Regions from separate parts of the Mus musculus genome. Here region 1 is linked to region 2. Evidence: chromatin contacts called from public Hi-C data. All regions are on one chromosome and are shown on one strand. The core of a region is the stretch at or near the end of the contact, and the rest is flanking DNA. Distances in the headings are between cores, read along the strand shown.

The links. A called contact is a pair of places that touch in the nucleus more often than the background predicts.
Region 1: a Hi-C map of myeloid progenitors shows a contact between it and region 2, with 2.9 times the contacts expected there. The contact joins the enhancer-like site here to the promoter of Arhgef6 in region 2. A contact is called at or near these places in 5 of 39 promoter capture datasets (the 3T3-L1 cell line, the C10 cell line, liver and 1 more), 2 of 15 datasets of contacts at CTCF or cohesin (CD8 T cells and pro-B cells), 30 of 484 Hi-C or Micro-C datasets (B cells, the C10 cell line, CD4 T cells and 21 more), 9 of 115 datasets of contacts at active chromatin or transcription factors (the 230-238 cell line, the HPC-7 cell line, the SCID.adh cell line and 5 more) and 3 of 9 other capture datasets (adipose tissue, liver and pancreatic islet).

The regions. Positions count from the first base shown.
Region 1 is chrX:57,371,030-57,376,033 of GRCm38.p6, forward strand. No RefSeq gene overlaps it. Among named protein-coding and RNA genes, the nearest start is that of Snord61, 18 kb to the right of the region's middle. Within about 2 kb of position 2,707, at least 13 of the 459 cell types and tissues checked have an H3K27ac peak or open chromatin away from gene starts, as enhancers often do. A contact at or near this core is called in the G1E-ER4 cell line, bone marrow-derived macrophages and myeloid progenitors, where this site is marked.
Region 2 is chrX:57,336,839-57,342,026 of GRCm38.p6, forward strand. It overlaps Arhgef6 (Rac/Cdc42 guanine nucleotide exchange factor (GEF) 6), which reads right to left and starts at 1,891. Exons shown (of 22, transcript NM_152801.2): 1 at 1,500-1,891; 2 at 114-197. The coding sequence starts at 1,736.

The sequences.
Region 1 (5,004 bases), core at 1,457-3,956, 35 kb after region 2:
GTTGCTGGTAGATCCTTTCAGAGGACAGCAGTATCAGGCTCCTGTCTGTAAACACAATATGGCCTCAGTAATAGTGTCGAGACTTGGTGTGTGTGTGAATGAGATAGATCCCAAGTTGGGCCAGTCACTGGGTGGCCTTTCCTTCAGTCTCTGCTCCATTTTTGTCCCTGCATTTTCTTTAGGCAGGAACAACTCTGGGTTAAACATTTTGAAGATGGGTGGGTGTTCCCCTATCTCAACTGGAGACCATGTCTATCTACTGGAGGTGGTCTCTTCCAGTTCCATCTCCCACTGCTGGACATTTCAGCAAATATTATCCCCATTGAGTCCTGGTAGCCTCTCACATCCCATGTCTCTAGGACTTTTTAGAGGTTCCCACTACTAGCTAACTCCCACTGCTTCATATTATCATTCATTCTCCTGGCCCTCTGCGCGTCCCTCCTGCCTCTCCCCATACTTGATCCTGCCCCTCCTTCTGCCTCCTCCCACCCAGTTGGTCTGTGACATTTCTAAAAAGATAATACCAAATTATATAACTATCAGGATAAGTCTGTTTTAGGTAATTTATTTAGATCCCATTTATTTTAAATTCTCTTTCTTGTCATAAGGCTCCTGCAATCACTATCTCTATGAATTTGCCTATTATAAACTTTTCATATAAATAGACTTGTATAACATGTGATCTATTGTGTCTGATTTCTAACATTAAGTATCATGTGTTCAAGCTTCATCCAAGTTGTAGTACATGTCAGGACATTTCTTTTATGGCTTAACAATATTTTGCCACCTACTTTTACGTATGCAGTAACCAGTGGATGGACATTTGGACCGGTTCCATTTTGGCTAGCCTAAGTAATCCAGCTAGGAAATTCTTGTACTAGTCGTTGTGCATTCTTATTTATCCATTCCTTCTTGGGCATATATCTTGGAGGAACATCCCTGGGTATACTGTAAACTTACACTTTTCATCTTAAGAAACTGCCAATCTCTATCCCAAAGTGAACACACCATGCCTTCAAGATCAGCAACTTCTTTCTCCACATCTTCCAGAATTTATTACTTTCTAACCTCTTTACCCTTTCTAGTGGACATATAATATTTTACCATTGTGAGCTTATTTTGTTTTATTTATTTTTATTTAAAAAATTCTGGACCCCGTTAGGGATGAACCCCTATTCTTGCATATACCCTAGTCAAGGGTATATGACCCCTAGGCAAGCACTCTCCTGCAGAGCCACACCCCAGGCCTATCCAACTTTTCTCTTGTGCAGTGCTGGAGTCTTGTGACCTAGAACCTCGCATGTGGCACGTGAGTGCTGTGCAACTGAGCTACAACCCAGTCCCTGTTTTCTTTGCTTAGTATTTTTCATCGTTTAAAACAAACTTCAAGAGCTGGAGAGATGGCTCAATGGTTAAGAGCACTGACTGTTCTTCTGAAAGGTCCTGAGTTCAATTCTCAGCAATGACATGGTGGCTCACAACCATCTGTAATGGGATCTGATGCCCTCTTCCGGTGTGTTTGAAGGCAACTACAATGTACTCATATAAATAGTAGTAAATAAATAATATGAAAAAACAAATTTCAGATTCAAATTTGATCATATTCTTCCCCTCCCCCAAGTCCCCACAGATCCTCTCCCCCTCCATACCGACCCAACTTTTAAGTCCATTCTCAAAAAAGAAACAAAACCCACTACAACAAATCCCTCCAAGACAGGAAAACAAAATGAAACCACACCCAAAAGGAAAAAAAAAAAGCTCTACGTCTTGTCACTTTTTCTACTCTAGAATAGAGTCCCACTAATATGTCTAAGCGGATCTTGAACTTGTGCTCCTTCTGTCTTAACCTTTCTAGTATCTGAGATCACAGCCCCACACTACCATGCCAGCTCCGAATGTGGTTTGTAATTCACAGATATCTCTAAATACATATGGAGTACAACATGAAACCTTGGGATTAACTAAGGATAATTAGCATATCCATAACCTTTCCAATAAGAGTATTCACAACGTCCTAGCTATTTTGAAATGCGTACATTACTGTTCAGTAGGTACCCTGTTGTGCAATGGCACACCAGAACTTATTCCTACTGTTTAACTACAAAAGCATACCTATTACCCAACATCTCCCACTTGCCCTCCCCAGTGTCTTGTGACTGCACATATGCAAATACGCAAGAAGTCAATTTTTAAACATAGCACGTGTAGACAGGACATTCCTTCATTATTGCAATGCCCACTGTGCTCTTACAGTGGGCTAAATATATTTGCTTTAAAATTTTCCATGCCTGAATGAGATCATTTGGTATTTTTATTTCTGACATGTCATTTAACATAAATGTCTATCAGCCTTATCCATGATGTTGAATCAGACAGAATTTTACCCAGTTTATGGATAGTGACTCTCCTTTCTTCCTCTTGCCCCCGCCCCCACCCCCACCACACACACTCTCTGTCAATGGACACTAAGGTTGATTCCTTACAATGGCTATTGTAAATTGTTTCATAATGGAGTAGGAATAGATGTGAAAAAGGCAGGCAGGGTTGCCCAGTGGGTAGAAAACCTTGTCACCAAGCTGGGTGACCTGAGTTTACTCCCTGGGACCCAAGTAATGGAAGGAGAGAAACAGTTCCCTCAAGCTATCCTCTGACTTCTACATTGTGGAGGAGCAGGAAGGGTTACGTGCTGAGCTATCTATCCAGCACATCTGTTCATTTTCTGAGAAAGGGCCCACTCTACGCTCCTTAGTCTAGTATTAACTATGTAGGCCAGGCTGGCCTTGAGTGTGTGGCAATTCCTCTGCCTCTCTGCTTTCTAAATTCTGGGATTAAAGAGCCACCATTTATTTCAGCTCAGGCTAAGTCTTTTATAATATGTTGTACTGGCAAGAATTAGCTCAGCCCAGCAAACTCATTGCCTCAGGGGAGTGGAGCAAGCCTGAGTCAACTGTTGCTGACATCGGCAGTGGATGACTTCAAACCCATGCACATATAGCCAGCACTACGTGGATTTGGTGGATTATTTTTAAAAAGACAAAGTTGGAAGGGAACAGATTGGGGGCTAAAGAGGGGAGTTAGAGGAAGAAAACAACGAGGAGTCTTTTTCATTATATATATACTAGAAATTCTCAAAAAAAGAAGAAACTTAAAACCAAAGAATTCACAGTCCCAGACAGACTACTTAATGCTTTCTATTGACACACCCTAGTGGCCTAAGGACTTCTTACTGAGCTCTAGCCCTTAAGGTTCCATAGTATAAAACTCTCTGGAGACTAAGCTCTGGCAAACTTGTATGGTACAAATGACAACCAAAGCACAGCACAAATTGAAAGTGATTTACAGAAATAAACAGATAACTGGTGGCACTGATTGACAGAATTGATAGTGTCAAAATAGTCTTTATACCCAACGTGGTCAACAAATTAAAAACAACCATTATCAAAATACCAATTACATTCTTTACAGAAATAGAAAAAGTATCCTAAAATTGATAAGGGACTACAAAAGACACTAAATAGTCAAAGGGGGGGGGGGATAACAGAATTGTATTAAGATATTTGACTCGATTTAAAAATTGGGTTACTTTCAGGTGCCCACCCATGGTTTGTAGCTCAGGCTAGCCTCCATCTCATAGGAATCCTTCTGGTGACCCTGCAAAGTCAGTGAAAACACTCAGCGAAAAGAACAAGGCTGGAAGCATTGCCCTGCCTGGCTTTACAATACAGCCCAGAGCTGGAGTCATGGCTTGGTAGTAAGGAGCACATTTGCAAATTCAATTCCCCACATCCCCAGCTCCAACAGATCCAATGCCTTCTGGCCTTCAAGGGCACCCACATGCACCTGTATACATAGGAACACACACACACACACACACACACACACACACACACAAATGGATCTTTCTTTTTTTTTTAAGAGAACCCATTATTAAGATATAATAACCAAAATAACATGCTGCTTTGGACATAATAATGCACAAAGACACCAAGGAACAGGGTAGAAAACCCAAAAATAAATCCATAGTTATAGCCAACTGATTTTAAACAACGGAGTCAATATTGAAAAGACTGATTTGCTCATTTTATATTGACTCTGGTGTTATGAGCAAATGACAGTCTTTTCAAGAAGTGGTGCTAGGAAAATTAGATATTCACAGCAGAAAATTGAAAACAGATTCCTACCTTTTATCAGTTATAAAAATCAGCTCAGGCTGACTGATGGTGGTGGATGCTTTTAATTCCAGCACTCAGGAGACAGAAGTAGGCAGATCTCTGTGAGTTTGGGCCAGCCTGGTCTGCAGAGTTAGTTCCAGGATAGCCATGGCTACAAAGAGAAACCCTGTCTCTAATCACCACCACCACCAAAAAAAAAAAAAAAAAAAAAAGAACATTAAAAAAAAACAATAAAAATGAAATAAAAGCAGGGCAGTGGTGGCACATGCCTTTAGTCCCAGCACTTGGGAGGCAGAGGCAGGTGGATTTCTGAGTTCAAGGACAGCCTGGACTACAGAGTGAGTTCCAGGACAGCCAGAACTACACAGAGAGACCCTGTCTCATAAAACAAAAAATAAAATAAAAATAAGTGCAAAACAGATCAAACACTTAAATATAAGACCATATAAGCTAAGGGAGGGCTCATCATGGCACCGGAAAGGGCAAGTTTCTGATAAGGCAGCAAAAACACTGTAAATAAACAATATACAAGTAGGACCACATCCCAACAAAAATGCTGTTATACAGCCATGGCAGAGGAAGCCATCAACAGAGCAAAAGTCTGTATATCTCACAAGAGGGTATAAGCCAGAAGTTTGTGTGTGTGTGTGTGTGTGTGTGTGTGTAGATCACAGGACAATTTCCATGAGTTGGTTCTTTTCTTCCAACATGGATTCAGAGGACCAGCCAGACCATCACTTTCTAAGCCATTGCTTTTACCTAATGAGCCATCTTGCCAATCCTCATTTTTTCCTACTTTTTAATATCCAAAATTGACAAAAGTCTCAAACAA
Region 2 (5,188 bases), core at 641-3,140:
CTCTATTTACTCTGTGGCTACTGGCAGCGAAAATCAATCCTTACATTTGCGGACTTTTTAATTAAGAGAGCAGAAAATAATGGCAACATCAAAGGCAAGACAAGTAAGCTTACTTCCACTTGAAGAGTTGCACATCCTTTCAGGAAGTCATTGATGTTGTCGATGCAGTCGGCCTCAGTTTGGGGTTCCAGACAATACTAAGGAAAGAGTCAAATGTCACTTGGAGATTGCTAAGCCATGACAAACCATCATCATATTCTTTTGCTGATAACTAGACACAGTTGGCTTTGGAAGGCAGAGGGCAGCCCTGCTCTCCATCCAGGAAGAGAAGTAACCACTGAAGGAAGTGATGCAAATGCCTGAACGGTTGCTTTTTGTTTCAGAGGTCTCCAAGCCACTTCTACTTAAGGTTTTCTCATACCTTCTACTCGACTGTGGTGCTAGCAAATCGGAGAAACTAAGAGACACGGACACACGGACGGACACACACACACACATTGATGCAGTCGGCCTCAGTTTGAGGTGTGTGTGTGTGTGTGTGTGTGTGTGTGTTTGTGTGTCTGCGTATGTATATATAAATATATATCGTTTAGTCCTGCTTTTGCCTGAGGTTACTTTGATCACCTCCCTCTACTCCTCATGATAATTTGTTCATATTTCACTATGTCTAAGCATCACATTTTTTATTATGTCTCTCTGTATCTTATCAGTTTAATCACCATTTCTCACATTTGAAAAATTATAAGTAAATCTACTTGTTCCATAAACATAGAACTGATTCCAAAAGGCAAAAGACCCTTATTTAAGTTATGTGCACAATGACCTTAAGAAAAGAATCATAAGTACTCTATCTTTAATGACACAAAAGCACCTACTTTAGAAACTGTCCACTGTCATAACATGGGCTTCTAACCTCAAAACTCTTGAAGTTTTTTTAAAGCAAGGTTTAGTTTCACTTTGAATGCCCATTGCCTTCAATGCATAGAGTTGGTTTCTCTTTGGTTTTGGGGGAGTTTTAAGTAACATTGACACTTGTGAATAGACTTTTCTTCAATGAATCTTAAAACAAACAAACAAACAAGGAAGTCTCCATCATTTTTTTTAGGCAAACTTTCAAACACCAGAAAGATCTACAACAAAATTATTCCATTATCCCACAGACTCATGCTCAAAACATGTCTAAAGTGCACAGGGGAAGTTTAATGTGCATTTCCACAACCACAGCAAACTTGTACACAATAAGGTTGTCCTCCTATCCCTGATTGGCAGTCCTGTAGCCCAGCTTTAGTAAGGTAACATCAGGGGGTCAATTACTGAAGGATAATATTTCGTTTTCTGACTTTTTCAAAGTACAAGGACAGTAAATAAAAACGCCTAACTTTTAGAAAGATATTGAAGAAGGGGATTCCCATGACCCCGCAATAGAAAAATCTCAAGAATGATATTATTGCTGCTCTGTGGTGGAAAGTAATCCCAAAGACACAGCAAAATGACCTTACCTTCTCCACCGAGCCAGGCAGAAGTCTGTTTATGAGTTTGCACAACACTACCCCATTTTTCAGCGAGGACTTCAAGAACTCCTCTGGATCACAGACAGTCTTTTTGGGAGACTCTAGAACTCCCAAAGATATAAGCCATGTCACAAGGCGTTCTTCTGGATTCATGACTGAGGCTCTCGGACGCTCTGAACAGCTCTCGGGGCAGCTGTGAAGACTAAGCCACATCCGTGATTGCATCTGCTGCTGTCTTCCTTTTATGAGCGCTCTTCTGGTGCTTGCGGGGCAAAGGTTTAAGGCAACTTTTCTCTGACAACAGAGGAACGTGGGATTTCTAAACCACAGAGATCATACCTAAAGATATGGAAAGGAATGATAAGGAATGGACAAACTCCTGAGAGAACATCACTGGTTCTTTTTCGAAACTTGCAAAACAAACTCATTAGGTTTTTCTTTGGGGGGGTGGGGTGGGGGGAGGAACACGTACAACAGTGCAAGAAGCTGTAAGGAAAGGAAGTGAGGAGGATGCTGGGGAGGCAGAAAAGTCAGCAAGTGCTCGTGGAAACCGGAGTGAGCCAGCACTTTACAGAGCCTTGGAAATGAGACACGCATGGGGCAGACTGGGAAAACACTGTCAATACAGTCTAGTCTCAGTGAAAAATCTGGCTTCTGTCAGGAGGAGGATGCCAACTGGCTCTTAGGTCAGACAGATCTGAGCCTCGTGGGGAGCTGTGCTGGTAAAAGAGAGCTCAAACAAAGACTTAGGTGGACTGAAAAAATTCCTCCCAGAAATGGCCGGATGTCCTCAGACAATCTCACAGTGACAGTGTGTGTCACGATCATGCCTTCTTTACAAAACATGTGGAGCCGCATGGTGACAAACTTGCCAAGCAAAGGAAGATTGTCCCTGCTGTCAGCCATCGCTGCATTTAAGCAGAAGCTGGAAGAATGGCATTTTACGTTGTAGCCAAAAAAGCTATGTTTAGGGAAATAGGCTAAGGATAACATCTGACATCCTGTTTACTTGCATTCTTTAGCAATTCTTTTTCTGGACCTGGTTCCACTCCACAGTCCAGCTGCAGCACCCTTAGCAAAGGCTTAGACACAGTCACAGAAAATGAGGGAAATATGTTTGGAGACAGAGCACTTGAGAACAAAAGAGCACTTGTCTTCTCTGTCTACACTACAGACTGAAAGATTCACTTCTTGTCATCAACAAACACGATGCATTTAAAATAGTGATCTGCAAACCAGCCTCGCTCATGAATCCAGAGAGGTTTGTTATTGTCAAACACTTTTAGTACCAGGTAAAATAGTCATACTATAGAGAAATTTATGATAAGGCAGAGTTTAATTGTATAGCTCAATGTTGGCAAATGCAGGCCGTCAGCACCTCTCCACATGTATGTGAGGCATCCAGTTAATTATAGCTGTTTCCCGCTAAGTCTCACAATCCTGTTCTTGTTGTTCTCTGTCTCCCTGCTTTTTTTGATGGTGATAGTGATAGGGATAGTTTCTTGTAGCTGAGGCTGACTTTGAACTCCTGATTCTTCTGCCTCCTCCTCCCAGATGCGAGGATTAGAGGCATGCAAAATCAAATCCAGTTTACGGGGTGTTTGGGGTTGATCCTAGGATGTTGTACACACTAGACAGGCACTCTACCAACTGAGCTATAGCCCCAGGCCAATTGAATAATTTTAATATTTACAGGCTATTTCATTACAATCATGCACAGTCTAGATCAGTGGGTCTCAACCCCTTTGGATATTAGAGGACCTTTTTAGAAAGATCACATACCATATATTTCAGAAGTCATATGTTTGTATTATGATTCATAACAGTAGCAAAATTACACTAATGAAATAGTAACAAAATAATTTTATGGTGTATGTGGGATGGGGGTTCACTTCCCTAATCCAGGAGCTATCCCTAATTAATAACCACTCAGAAATGAAAACTTAATTTTCTCCAAGAGAATATCATGGACTATACAAACCACTCTTATTATAAGGACAGGCAGGCCCTGTTCCCAGCAGTAGCTAGGCAACTCAAAATGAACTCAATGGCAACTTTGGACGTTCTTTGTCTCATAATACTTTGTCAAGGTATGGTTTTGTTTTTACTTTATTCTTTTTTAAATCACATAGGTCCATAGGTCCTTTGTATTTATATTGTGGCTTCTGGCTCTGTGTTTTCCCGTGTGTGTGTGTGTGTGTGTGTGTGTGTGTGTGTATGTGTGTGTGTGTGTGTGTGTGTGTGTGTGTGTGTGTGTACAGGTGTCATTGCATCTATCTGTGTTGTTTGTGCTTTTTCTTTGGCTCTTTTTCTTCTGTTTGCTTGTTTTAATGCATTTTGACTTGTTTGTTTTTGTCTTATTTTATTATTACTAAGATGTCTGCATGTTTTCTAAGCAGACAGAAATGTTGTGGATCTGGATGGAAGGGGAGGGAGGGAGGTCCATGGGGGTGTTGGGGAGGGAAATACTGTAAATAGAATAGATTGTATAAAAAGCTATTGTCAATAAATGAAATTTTGAAAGAAAAAATGCGCCCTTTCACCTCCTTTTGTTTTTCCTTATCTCCACATCATAGGCAACTGCTCATCTGTTCTCAACCCATTTATGCTAGCCTGTATTTTCAAGGATCTTGCATAAAGGGAATATACAGCATGGTGCTATTACTGGTGGTCACAATCTGGACCCGGTTTTTCCAGATTCTTGGTTTCTCAATCAAAGAACCGAAATAAGGGCTCCCATATATTTTGAAAGTAGCAAGGAGACTTTAATCAAGGTGAAGCCACAGTCCGGATCAAAGTAAGCACACTATCAAGATTGATAGCAGCCACATGAGTGAAGGCACTCAAGGGCTCAACATTATCAAAGTGGTGCTAAAGAGAGTAACATATCTCTACTGTTTAAAGCAGGTCTATGTGCAGCCTAAGGCAGATGGATGTGGGGGTCGCAGGTTGTCAACATGTTGCTAGGTGCATTATTAGCAAAGGAGGGACTTGCACACAACCCAAGCCAATTAGAGTCTCCTGTTTCTAAGCTATTTCTACGCTCACCCGTCTCAGTACTTTGTTTTCTGTGTTTTAACACCAACATTTTGAGATTCGGTGATGTAGTTGGGTTTATCCATAGTTGTATAAAATGATGAATTTACCTCTGTGGTTTTGGCTTGTTGTACTTATAAGTAAAATAAATATAGTTGAGCAAAATTTTAATTGGATTTGAGCCATGGCCAAATCTATGTAATAGAAATAAACAGAATGCAATTGTTGATACATTTACTTCCTCAGTGTGACCTATTTCAACACAATTTTATGTCATTTGGACAGCACCACAATTGCTCAGGCAAATTTTACTCCACAGGCAAACAAAGGCTGGCAGTATTATTGGGCTACTGCATATATTTTATGAGGACCAGTTAGGTCTGAATCACTTTAGGAATCTAGTTTAACCCAAACTAGGGTCATGGCCACTGTCCACGGGTTAAAAATCTGCCTTGTTTTGCTTTTTGTTTTGTTTTGTGTTGTGAAGACAAGGTTTCACTGTCTGGCCATGGTTAGCCTGGGACTCATGGCAATCCTCCTGCCATCACTTTAGTAGAGGATAGATGTGCCTGATCACTTCCATCTTTCTCCCTCAGTTTAAGCATTTAGCTATCACAAATGACTGTAAGTAACAGAAGAAA